Regions from separate parts of the Sus scrofa genome. Here region 2 is linked to region 1. A link is a contact called in public Hi-C data. All regions are on one chromosome and are shown on one strand. Each heading gives the region's core, a stretch centred on a gene start, on an enhancer-like site or on the middle of the called end of the contact. The rest is flanking DNA. Distances are from core to core; before and after follow the strand shown. Region 1 holds the start of RNF111 (E3 ubiquitin-protein ligase Arkadia). Region 2 overlaps RNF111 (E3 ubiquitin-protein ligase Arkadia).

Region 1 (6,149 bases), core at 1,224-3,723:
GATCTCCTGTCTCTGGCCCTGAACACTTCCATTAAATAATTATTGCCTTTAGAGTATTAATGTCAAGTTATAACATACTTTACCATCATTTTCAGTACTGTCAATTTTTTTTCCTACTGAAGCCCTAGCCATTGAGGGAAAAGTCAAAACAAGGGCACATATAATTATGCTCTAAGTAAAGCATGTTATAGAAACCCCTCTTCAACAAAATAATACAAAAAACATCTAAACAATCAGTTGATTGATTTAATGAGTTTTTTATTCCACATTTTAAATTTCTAAGTGAAAATCACTATTTAGGAATATCTGCTATTTCTTTGTTTTAGACAAGTAAATTGCTGTCCTCTTATCTTAAAGATCAGTATAGCTATTTTTCAATTACCTGTAGAAACAGAGTACTGAAGTGAAATTTGTCAAGATGTAACCTTCACTACAATGCATTTTTCACCAAAACAAAATTATTTTTACTCTTTCTTCAAAAACAAACTCCAGTGAAAGAACATACAAATGACCAAAAGATACCAAAAAGGGGAAAAGTGATGGAAGGATTCACATACATAAGTTACAGTATCTCCAATGAACGAGGAGAGACTCTACTCTTCCTAGTTTTCCCTACAAAATTGTTCACATCAATTTATAAACAGCCTCACCAGTTCTTAGAATATTACTCTGAAACTGTAGTGGCAAACAAATGCTCAGGAGAGAAACGTCATTTGTCCAAGGTTAAATGACAAGAAATGGACAAAAGTGAAATAATTCAAGGCTTTAAAAAAATCAATTTAAGATTCTCATAAGAGTGAAAAAGGATTTCTTTCTCATCCCATCAGTTTTGTTTCACAAACATAACCAAGCACTACATACAGTTCAGTATGAAAAACAACACGGTGTACATTGACATGAAGATTTTTACTAAATAAAACAAAGTAACAAAATGTCAAAATGTAGATGTCACCCTAACAAAGATAAGCAAAAACAGTATTATAGAGCTTCTATGTAATATCGAAATCGCATTCTAACATTTGAAAGCAATGACACAAAAAACAAAAATGGGAAAGGAAGTAGAACCTTAGCTTATCTTTTCCACAGTCTGTTCTTTTCGGCTGAAGGGGTCTCCAAAACAAGAACATTAAACATAAAACTTCAAATGAAATAAAGTCTAGATTAAGTCAAACTTTAAAAAGCTATAAGAACTATAAAATGAAGTCTATGTCAGCTGGCATCTTACTACCCCAAAGAGTTCTAAATTCATACTGTAGAGAAATCAAGAAACAGGAAAGCATGCAATACAATGGAGTCACCCCACACTACAAACATGAACAAATTAAAAGAATACCCTATACTTCCTGGTATTTTTTAAATGTTAGACTTGCTGAAACTAAAACAATTTTGTAAATTAATCCTTCTTCGATTTTTACAAGAGGATTATTTAAAAAAAAAAAAAGACTTGCGTTAAACTTATCTACTATAACTTACGAACTACGGTGACAAACCTCCATTTTTTCAGCACGGAAGAAATATTTCCACTACAGCACTGTCACTGACTCTGATAATTATCTAAGGTCAAAACTGAAAATATCAATCTTCTTTTAAAGAGCAACAAGCCAACTCTATACAAAATCTGACGCGTCTGTATTTCTGCTGTTCCGCGGTCTACGTTTCCTTGATCAGAGAAGAAGGCAACTCCCTAACCGTCAGGGCTGACTTAGCGCCCCCCAACACCCCGGGTGCGGGTTACCTCCGTCACTCCATTGTCAAATCGCACTCCCACGCTCAGTCCTCAGCCCCCGTCCTAAGACTCCAGGGAAGTCGAAAAAGGGAAAGAAATCCCCTCACCCACAGTCCCTTTCTGAGAAGTGTGGGTGTGTCGGTAGACGAATGCTTTGCTCAAACACAATCAGATCTTCTGCGGACACCCAGACCCTAAGTCACTATGGAGCCAGCAATAACCGGCCGGTCGCCGACCCTAGCCTGCCTCGGCCGCAGCCCTTCCTCTTTCTCCCCTCCAGTCCGGCCCCTCCCCCGTTGCGCGCACGCGCGGCCTCCAATCGATCCCCTCCCCCCCGGCCCCCTCACCTTAATCATTAGCTACCCTCTTCCCAGGCTCCGGGAATCACTGGCCCAGGAAGGAAGACAGAAGATGTAAGGGGGGAAGAGGATGCGTCGAGAACCAGTGATCTGCGCCTCAGCTGTTGGCCTAATAGGCCCCTACAGTCAAGAGCAATGTCTGTCACCGCCACCAAAACTGTACGAGCGGCAGCGGCTGGTTCGGCCCAGCTGACCCGGCTTGGGTTCAGAATGCCTAATTTGGTCCCACAGGAACTCCTTCCGCGAAGCTGCGGGCTCTTCTATGCTGCCCAGACCGAACACCTCGCCACCGTCGCCGCCACTGCTGCCGCTCTCCGGCCACCGCCGCCGCCGCCGCCTAACCAATCCCTCCTCTCCCGAGCAAGCACGACACTCGGGGGCTTTACGACAGTTCGCAAAGTAAGAGCGCAGCAGCCTTCAAGCCTCTATTAACATCTGTTTGTTTCTGCGCTTGCTCAGATTCTAGTTTCTCACCGTCCCGCCCCCTCTTTCCTGGCCCTCCCCCTTTGTACTCGCTTTAACATTTAGTGGGCGAAACCTAACGATGTCATAAAGCTCATTATTTTATTTTTCATGGTGAAACATGTCAGTATTTAGGCAAAATACTGACTACATCTTGGCTGATTTTTTCATAACGAAAAGTTAACAACTAACCGAAGGTTTATTGACTATACTTAACTTACAGTTGAACAAAAACATAATTCTTTAGTGTCTTTCACAGCAAATGATACTCAAATCATACTTGCCATCATAAAGATCCTGGTACTTCACCGTTAAGATGAATTTACTTCCGTAATCAGATCAAAAGTAGTAGTAAATGTCCTGGGAACTAACCGTACATATGCCTTTTAAGTATTTTATAAAAATCAGTAGTTAGCAAATGTTTCATTATGTGCATTAGAAGGATGTAGGGAAAGAGGATGTAGGCTTTGGAATCAGATTTCCTTCCAAATCCCACTGATACCAATTAACAGCTGTCTAATTGATTACAGACTTTTGTAAATATTTCCAAAGGAAAGGAAGGAAGGAAGAGAGGGTGGGAGGGACGGGAGGAAGAAAAGAAAGAAAATATCAATTATACTTCAATTTTTAAAAAATGAGGGTTTCCCGTTGTGGCTCAGCGGTAGCGAATCCGGCTGGTGTGGGTGTGGGTCCCTTGCCCCGCTCAGTGGGTTAAAGATCCAGGGTTGTGGGGAACTGCGGTGTAGCTCACAGACAGGACTCAGGATCTATGTGGCTGTGGCCGGCAGCTGCAGCTCTGATTAGACCCCTAGCCTGAGAACTTCCATATGCCCAAGGTGCCTGCTGCCCTTAAAAAAAAGAAAAAAGAAAGAAAGAAAGAAAAAAGTCTAAATCAAAAAAAACTTCAGTTTTGTTCTCTAAAAACTAAGGTAATATCATTTACCTCAAAGGGTTCTTGTGAGATTAAAAGAGTTCATGTAATGCTTCAAACATTACTTACCAATTAAGTTTTCAATAAACATTGATTCCTTTCTTTTGTCATCAACTTATCTTTCTCAATACCCCTTCCTTTGTCTATATTCTCCATATTGTTAAATGAAGAAAATATTTTAAAATAATAATGTTAATAAACAAGAAAGGGTAACAGGTTTTGTAGGTTAACCAGAAAAATATTGAACCAGGATTTTATTTCAACCCTCATACTTTCTCACTCTAAATATAAAATTCTCCCTCATCCTATCTACTGCCATGGTTTTAACTATTATTGACTCATGACTCTCAAAGTCATGTATTTCCAGACCTAACGGTTACTCTAAAGTTCTTCAATAAGGTAAATACTGACCACATGTAGGTGTTGAGCATTAAAATGTGGCTAGTACAAATTGAGAAGAGCTGTAAGTGAAATTTATACATCTAATTTCAAAGATGCAATATAAAAAATTGTAAAAATCTCAATTTTTTTGTCTTTTTTTTGTTGTTGTTGTTGTTATTGTTGCTATTTCTTGGGCCGCTCCCGCGGCATATGGAGGTTCCCAGGCTAGGGGTTGAATCAGAGCTGTAGCCACCGGCCTACGCCAGAGCCACAGCAACGCGGGATCCAAGCCGCGTCTGCAACCTACACCACAGCTCACGGCAACGCCGGATCGTTAACCCACTAAGCAAGGGCAGGGATCGAACCCACAACCTCATGGTTCCTAGTCGGATTCGTTAACCACTGCGCCACGACGGGAACTCCAAAAATCTCAAATTTTTAATGTTGATTACATGTCCAAATAATGTTTTTGGCTATATTGGATTAAATCAGTGGTTCTCAAGCAGGAGTGATTTGGTACCCTCTCCTCCCCAAGGGACATTTAATAATATTTAGAGATATTTTTGGTTGTTACAACTTTTGGGGGTTGGGACTGGGGTGGCTACTGGAAATTACTAACAAGATGCCAGGGATGGTGCTAAACATCCTACAATTCACAGGATATCCCTACCCAACAAAACTTCTCTAGTCCAAACGTTACTAGTGCAGCTGAGAAATCCAAAGTTAAGTATACTACTAAAGTTAATTTGACCTATTTCTTTCACTTTTTAAAATATGACTACTAGAAAATTTTAAATTACATTTGTAATTCGTATTTCTATTGGACAGTGCTACTGGGATCTAGACCCATATGGCTATTTACTGGATATGTCTTTTCCACTTTAATGTCCCACAGGCACTTCTAACACATCATGTCCAACATAAGTAAGTAAATGTACATACATGGTTTTTAGACTGCGTTCATTGCAGTCTTTCCTGCTCAGTCAGTAGGACCAAGTCATCTATCTAAGAACAAGATAGTCATCTTTAAAACTCTCTTCCTCACTCCCTACCTCTCATCAGTCAATAGCTCCTTCCAATTCTGCCAGTGAAATATCTCAAATGTCAAAAATTGACCCATTCCACTCTGTACTTTGCACCATTCCGGGTCTTTCATATATTTGGTACTATTCATTTGTTTAATAAACATTCATTAAGTACTTACTATGTGCTAGACATTGTGCTAGGCACTGTGGACACTAGATACATAACCACTGCCTTACTTGAAGTGTTTTCCAAGACCAGAAAGCAAAGCCATTATTTACATTGTAATGTGGAAGAAATAGAATGGCATGCTCATGCTCTGCAAACACAAAATGAAACACCAAAAGAAGGTGATGTTTGTTTGTTTATTTATTTATTTATTTATTTATTTTTGCTTTTTAAGGCCGCACCTGCAGCACATGTAGGTTCCCAGGCTAGTGATCAAATCGCAGCTGTAGCCACTGGCCTTCACCACAGCCACAGCAACATAAGATCCGAGTGGCATCTGTGAACTGCACCACAGCTCACTGCAACACCGGATCCTTAACCAACTGAGCAAGGCCAGGGGTAGAACCTGCGTCCTCATGGATGCTAGTCAGATTCATTAACCACTGAGTCCCGACAGGAACTCTGAGAAGGTAATGTTTAAACTAAAATTTTGCAACATGGATGAAGACAGATAAATAAAACAGATAGAGAAGACACTGCAGATGGAAAGATCAGCACATGCTAAGCTACAGAATCCTCTAGTTGAAACAGCATGAAGCAAATCATTTACTAGGATCTACTGAATGTATCATTTAGGGAAACTATCAAGAGATGAAAGAGGAGAAGTAGATAGAAATGGGTTAAGTAAGATTGCTTTTTGCTAGGATAAGGAATTTGAACTATTTTATACTTAAAACCATGGGAAGCCATTGAAGGAAATCAATCGAGGAATAATTATCAGATTTGACTTAGAGACAATTATGTAGGCAGAGTAGAAAACAGTGTGGAGAACGGCAAGAGTAGAGGGGTCAATCAGTTGGAATTATAGATAGAGTGATGAGGGCAGTAGAAATGAGAATGAGAAGGAGGGGACAGACACAAAATACAAAAAAGATTGAATAGCTGTGTGGGCATAGGAGGTGAAGGATAGTCTCAGAGGCTTCCAGATCTAGGGTATGTGGTTGGGTAGTGGTGCCATTCAAGAAAGATACAGGCTTGAAAAACAACTTTGAGGGTTGGGACTTTTAATTACAGTCATTGAGCAAAAGAAAATTATTAC
Region 2 (6,716 bases), core at 2,114-4,613, 90 kb before region 1:
ATCTTGTTTGCAGTGCAGTTTCCTCTGTGAGAACCAATCAGTTGTTACCTTATTAGTAGAGACGACATTATTGAATAACTGAGTAAAAGCTGTATTTATTTGAAAAGCAATACAAAACAAACCCACACATTCACCCACAACTTATTTCCCAAGTACAACTGTCATGAATTAATGGATGAATTAAGTGGCTATCATCAACTAAGTGTTCTTGTAAGACCCTTAAATTATCAACAGCAAAAGTAAAATTGAAAACAACAAACTCATTAGTTCAAAATTTATCATTTTTAATACATATTTAGGATAATATATACATTTTTGTTCTATCAGGAGCACAGCCAAATGAATATTACTTTAACAAGGAACACTTCAAAGAACAATAAAAAAATTAATGCTAATTATGGCATTTAGCTTAAATAACTGAAAGGCCTTAAATGTAATGGTGACACCTCATTAACAGACACATATTAATGAAAAATACAATGAACAGCAATGTGCACACTTTCTTAGTCTCTGTAGCATAGAACATTGTTGTTTGTTGAAAGAAACTTATTTATTTAAAGTGTCTACTCCGTAACTTCCAGATGTAATAATACTAATAAGCAGTGTAAGGGTAGAAAACAATAAATACAAGCTAATTAAATGTCCATCCAAATAACTGGCTAATTAAACTATGGTACTGCTATATGATGGAATACTGTTTAAGCTATTAAAAAGAATGTATGTCATCTGTGGGTGTTGATATAGAATGAAAATGTCCAAGACTGTGTGCATATTATCCCCTTTACATTATTTTTGAAAGTGGAAGAAAAAAATATACACATGCACATTGTTATAAATGCATAAAAGAATGTGGAAGATTACCTAAGAAATCTTTAACCATGATTTTTCTTCTGGGAAGGAAAACCAGGGTCAGTAAGGTAAGATACTTCAGAGTGTATATTTTTATAGTTTCACTTTTTAAAAACCATTTATTTGCATGTATTTTTTTTGTTTTTTTAAATTATTTTTACTTAAAAAATTTTTAATTAATTAACTTTTTTGGCCACACCCACAGCATGTGGAAGGTTCCTGGGCAAGGGATCGAACCTGTTCCACAGCAGTGACCCCGGCTGCTGCAATGATAATGCCAGGTTCTTAACCTGCTGTGCCACAAGGGAACTCTGCATGTATTGTTTTAATAATAAAAAATCTAGTTGCCAGACTCCATAAACTCAAAGAAAGTCCACAATATTAAATGTTATGTGCTTCAATAATAATGTAGATATTTCACAGAATAAATCCTTACCTTTTTGTATTTATGTGGATATGTACATCTTTCAATTGTCCCCTGGGATGCTCCACGATTAACATTTCCTAATCTTTCTTCCAAATGAATAAGTTCCTGAAGGTGAAGAAAAACTGGTATGAAAAGCCAGGACATTTATCCCTTGAATACCACTGTCAGCATTGTAAAAACAACAAAGTTCCATATTTATAAGTAGAGTATTCAAAAAGCCATATATGGTAAGGCAAATGGTTATGCTCTCCTTAGAGATTAGGACAACATATTATCACACATGTCCTATACAAGTCAGTAAGCATGAATGCATGCAGAAGATGAAGTCATTGTAGCATGATAGGGAAACAAACAAGTTGTAAGTCCCAGTGACTCCAACAACAAGAAGAAACAGAACTTTATATCATAGTCAAATGACTTATTCTTCCAGAAACAAGATATTTAGCTACAAATTAAAGTTCTTTTTCTACAGCAATGCTTCTCTAAAAATTAAGCTTAAACAAAAAGTATTTAGCACTGATTGTAGTAGGAAAATACTGGAAAAACCTAAATTTTTTCTAGGATAATGGTTAAATAAATTATCTTAATCCATGTAGCAGAATATCAGAGCTATAGGAAATAATAAATAAAAAATTTGATATATTCCAAGGATAAATTTATATAAAAAGTTACTGCCCAATTCTAATGTATTACAAGCAACACATGGATTCAATAAAGCAAGTAAGTCTATTGCATTTATTAAAAAAAAAAGCTATTATGGTGTTTCTCCCACATTTAATGGAATGGTTCTTTATCTGATGTATATATTAATTTAATAAATTTCTATAGTCTTCTATATTAGATAATTTCATTTACTCTTTTAATACTTGGGTAATTTTTTTTTTCTTTTTTCTTTTTTAGGGCCACAATAGTGGCACACGGAACTTCCCAGGCTGGGGGTCGAATTGGAGCTACAGCTACTGGCCTACACCACAGCCATAACAACTCGGGATCATTGCCTCATCTGCAACGTACACCACAGCTCACGGCAATGCCAGATCCCTGATCCACTGAGTGAGGCCAGGGATCAAATCCGCATTCTCATGGATATTTGTTGGATTTGTTTCTGTTGCACCACAATGGGAACTCCTAATACTTGGGTAATTTTTGACACCTGGATATTACTTACAAACCTTTCTATAATAATCCCTAGAAGCAATATCAGAAATTAAGACATTTTACTGCTTTCTGATCCCAGCCACTGCAGTAACTCTATATGGTTGTACATATTAATAATATATATATTCTCCCTCTGCATTAAAGACACTGCAGCAAATATTTTCATTAATTTTATTATTATACCTCAAAATTGCCCCTGAAGGGACCTCTGAATGATGTTCCATCCAAACCTGATGAAATATAACGAATGTGAGGATAGCCTGCCATGTCAGGAACCTGTTAATTAAAAACAGAATAGGCTAAATCAATTGAGAATAGGCTCAAGTTTTACAGTTACCACTGAATAATTCACTCAATTTTCTCCATCCACCTACTCACAAAAATCAACTTCAATAAGTACACATAACTCCAAAAAAAAAAGCATTCTGTAACAGTTAGGTTCCTCTTCAAAAATAATCTTTTATAACTCTTAAACTATAATCAAAAGGAAAAAAAAGGGAAGAGCTGTTCCACAAGATAACAATTTTCTTCTACCTGATTTATTTTGCACAAAGATTCTTAAGTAGAAAATACTCAAACCTAAGACTGAGGCTCTTAACAGCCTGAATGTATAAAGAGTAAAACTTTCCTAAGCTCTAATCAATTTCAGAGAGCTTTATTGAACAGTGTTAAGAAACAGAAATGCACAAAATTTTCTAACAAAACTTAACTTCAAGATACAAATTTTATTTTCCTTTTTCTAACTCCCTAAGAGCTAAAGGTACCCTTGGCTCCTTTTTTCGGTTTTGTTCCGTTAGTAAAAGTTTTAACAGTTTCCTAATTTTTTTGTTAGTCAATCCTCATTATTCATGGATTTCTTGTGAATTCACCTACTTGGCACAATTTATTTGCAACTCCAAAATCAACAGTTGTGCTGTCATGGTCATTCATCGATCTGCATTGCGCAGCAAATTTTGAGTTAGCTGATAACATGTGTTCCAGCTGAGGCAGAACAAGACCCAGTCCACTTGTTTCAGTTCTTATATTGTAAACAAGTATCTTTTTTGTAGTCTATTTAGTGCCACGTCTTCCACATTTTTATGTTTTATAGGTGATATTTTTGTTTGTTTAAAATGGCCCCCAAACATAATGGATAAGTGCTGGCTAGTGTTCCTAAATGCAGAAAGGCTATGATGTTCCATATGGAGAAAATATATGCAGATAAGCTTCATTCAGACATGAGTTACGGTGTTGCAGGCCATGAGTTCAAAGTTAATGAATCAACAATATATATCAAATAAGGTGTCCCTAAATAGAAAACACATTAAAATAAGGTTATGCATTGATTGGTTGTTGTAATCAGAGACTTGCAATAAGCTAGGGCTGTATTTACCTTAGGAATAACGCTTTAACATTCATTTAGTTAGTGTTTGCAGCAACTTTACAGAACGGAAATACCATGAATAACAAGAGTTGCGGATAGTGTTTAGAAAAGGAAGATTCTGAGACTGAGCACTATTCTTCCATCTTTAGAAATAAATCGCCAAAATTATTTTTTAATCAGCTTCCACTGAATCACAACATACTGCTAGCAGGCTTTACAGCTTTAAAAGATAATCCACACATGGAAAAGAATTTAAAATAAGCAATAACTTTTATCCTCCAAATAACCTATTATTTAAATGTCTGTACCTTTCCTTACAATCAAGATCAACATTATCCAGCTTTAAGAAGATAATCTTGGAGTTCCTGTTGTGGCGTAGTGGAAACAAATTCGACTAGTAACCATAAGGTTTCAGGTTTGATCCCTGGCCTCACTCAGTGGGTTAAGGATCCAGTGTTGCCATGAGCTGTGGTGTAGGTTGCAGACGTGGCTCGGATCCTGTCTTGCTTTGGCTGTGGCATAGGCAGCTGTAGCTCCGATTGACTCCTAGCCTGGGAACCTCCATATGCCGTGGGTGCAGGCTTGGAAAGCAAAAAAAAAAAGAGCAAAAAAATAAAAAGAAGATAATCTAGGGGAGTTCCCATCATCAGTAGTAACGAACCTGACTAGAATCCATGAAGATGCAGGTTCAATCACTGGCCTTGTTCAGTGGATTAAGGCTCTGGCATTGCTGTGGCTGTGGTATAGGCCAGCCCCCACAGCCTGGGAATTTCCATATACCACAGGTGTGGCCCTAAAAAGAAAAACAAAACAAAAAAAAGAGAAGAAGATAATCTAACTTCCTACATATCTCCAAGGAAAATGAAAACATAAAAACTCCTGCCCCCCCCCCCCCAAATTATTTAAATCTGGACTTATCCTGTAACCCTATCTAGTATTTTTTTATCTAGCTTTTATGGATAAGCTTCCTCTTTCTCCTATTCAAGGGTAAGCTCTACCACCTGCTTTCCTCTTTCCCTCTTTTTCTGTTTCCCCACCCTGGGTCATCCTTAATTAACTGCTACCCAACCCTCTCCTCTATATCTTCAAATAAGTCCTCGCTGATGTTAATGTTGTTCTGTCTTAAACCTGAAATTACCTTCAAGTTTCTCCAAGTCCAAATTCTCTCTCTAGTGCTTAAACATGTGCCAACCCCATTTCCCGCTTTCTTTCCTTTCACAGACCAGTTTATAAAGCAAGTAGTTTATACTCACTGTCTCTACATTTTCATCTTCCTCTTTTTTTTTTTTTTGGTCCTACCCACAGCATTTGGAAGTTTCTGTTCCAGGGATCAAATCCACACCAGAGCAGTGACCCTATCTGCTGCAGTGACGATGCCAGATCCTTAACCTGTTAGGCCACCAGGAGACTCCTCACCTTCCTTACCATAATCTAAGAGGTACCCTGTCTCCATCTGGCACCATTACTGACGTCACTGACAAAAGCCACCAATAACCACTCCAACGCCAGATGCATTCAACATTTTTCAAACTATTTTTTTGTGATGAAATGCTACTGACATTATTATTTTGACATTATTCTAACTTTATTTCTCAACTTCTCTAGTCAGTTCCAGGAATCCTTTGTTTAAGGTACAATATTATCATTTAAAAATCGAAATATTTTTCTTTTCTTTTTTTAAAAATTACTCAATGAATTTTATTACATTTATAGTTGTACAACGATCATCACAACCAAATTTTATAGCATTTCCTCTCCAAGGTTTTTTTCAATCTCTTGTCAGTCTGCACATTTTTCCTGGAAATCTAATCCTCTTCTATGAATTCATATATTATGACAGTTATGTGACACATACAACTTACTTATTGACAGATCACAACCTATTTTTAACTCAGTTACCAGTTGACTGTTTGGAGATCCAGATCATAAACTTAACTTCCTACTAGACATTCCACCTCGATACACACAATTATCTCAGATTTTACATGTCCCTTTTCTAAACCCTCATCTAATATTCTCCAATTTAGTGAATGGCAACACCATACACTTAATACCCAAAGCTAGAAATGTGGGAAATCATCATAAATATTACTCAAAGGTATCCCATCATTTTTATGTCAGTTGCCATTGTCTCTCTCAGGCATTCACTAACTTTTATCTCTTCTACTATTAGCTCTAACTAGTATCCTTCCTCCTGCCCTGAAATCTGTTTTTCACACAACCAAAGAGGGGGTCTATTTAACTACAATCTGATTAAATCACATTAATAACATAAATATGATCAAGACATTCCCTCTTCAATGGTTCCCGAATTTCTTGGCAGGAAGATTTTTCATTGCTGAGTGACTCTCACCCCTAAGATCAAGAAATACCAACTTACTTGGAGTTCCTTGTGCTTATGCTATTTGAAAGCTCTTTACATGCTTTAGCTGCTATAAGAGCATCATTCTTCATTCCAAAGCCTACTTACAATTTGCATGTATAATAAAGTGTCCTGGAACCTTCTCTGAAGGGCCTCTACTCCTATAAGACAAAACTACTCACTTCTCTGTACCACATACTCTGTATTATGAAGAGCAAACTTCATTTTTGCTGAACTTGTTCTTTAGAACTCAAATTGGAATCAACAAAATCTGAACCTGCTCAAATTGTATATAGAGTATCAATCAGTACACTCCTTCTGCTATCAGAAAAGTATGCATGCATCAGAACAGACCCACTACTACTTATAACACAAAGCACACATGCTAGTGAAGAGTGTATCAAGGTTATTATCTCGGTGTAAATGAAAAAAAATTATCTTTTTTACAATGCAAATACAAACACTTTTTTTTTTTTTTTTTTTGAGGGCCACACCTGTGGCACATGGAGGTTCCCAGGCTGAGGGTCTAATCGGAGCTGTAGCCACCGGTCTACGCC

What was found. A called contact is a pair of places that touch in the nucleus more often than the background predicts.
Region 2: a Hi-C map of liver shows a contact between it and region 1, with 2.7 times the contacts expected there. The contact joins the enhancer-like site here to the promoter of RNF111 in region 1. A contact is called at or near these places in 1 of 5 promoter capture datasets (liver), 3 of 47 Hi-C or Micro-C datasets (embryonic fibroblasts, liver and skeletal muscle) and 1 of 2 datasets of contacts at active chromatin or transcription factors (alveolar macrophages).

What each region holds. Positions count from the first base shown.
Region 1 is chr1:113,057,133-113,063,281 of Sscrofa11.1, forward strand. RNF111 (E3 ubiquitin-protein ligase Arkadia) reads right to left here and starts at 2,474. Exons shown (of 14, transcript XM_013992925.2): 1 at 2,074-2,474.
Region 2 is chr1:112,966,263-112,972,978 of Sscrofa11.1, forward strand. It overlaps RNF111 (E3 ubiquitin-protein ligase Arkadia), which reads right to left. Exons shown (of 14, transcript XM_013992925.2): 11 at 2,618-2,710; 12 at 1,286-1,381; 13 at 1-48. Among named protein-coding and RNA genes, the nearest start is that of CCNB2, 28 kb to the left of the region's middle. Within about 2 kb of position 3,364, at least 1 of the 83 cell types and tissues checked has an H3K27ac peak or open chromatin away from gene starts, as enhancers often do. A contact at or near this core is called in liver, where this site is marked.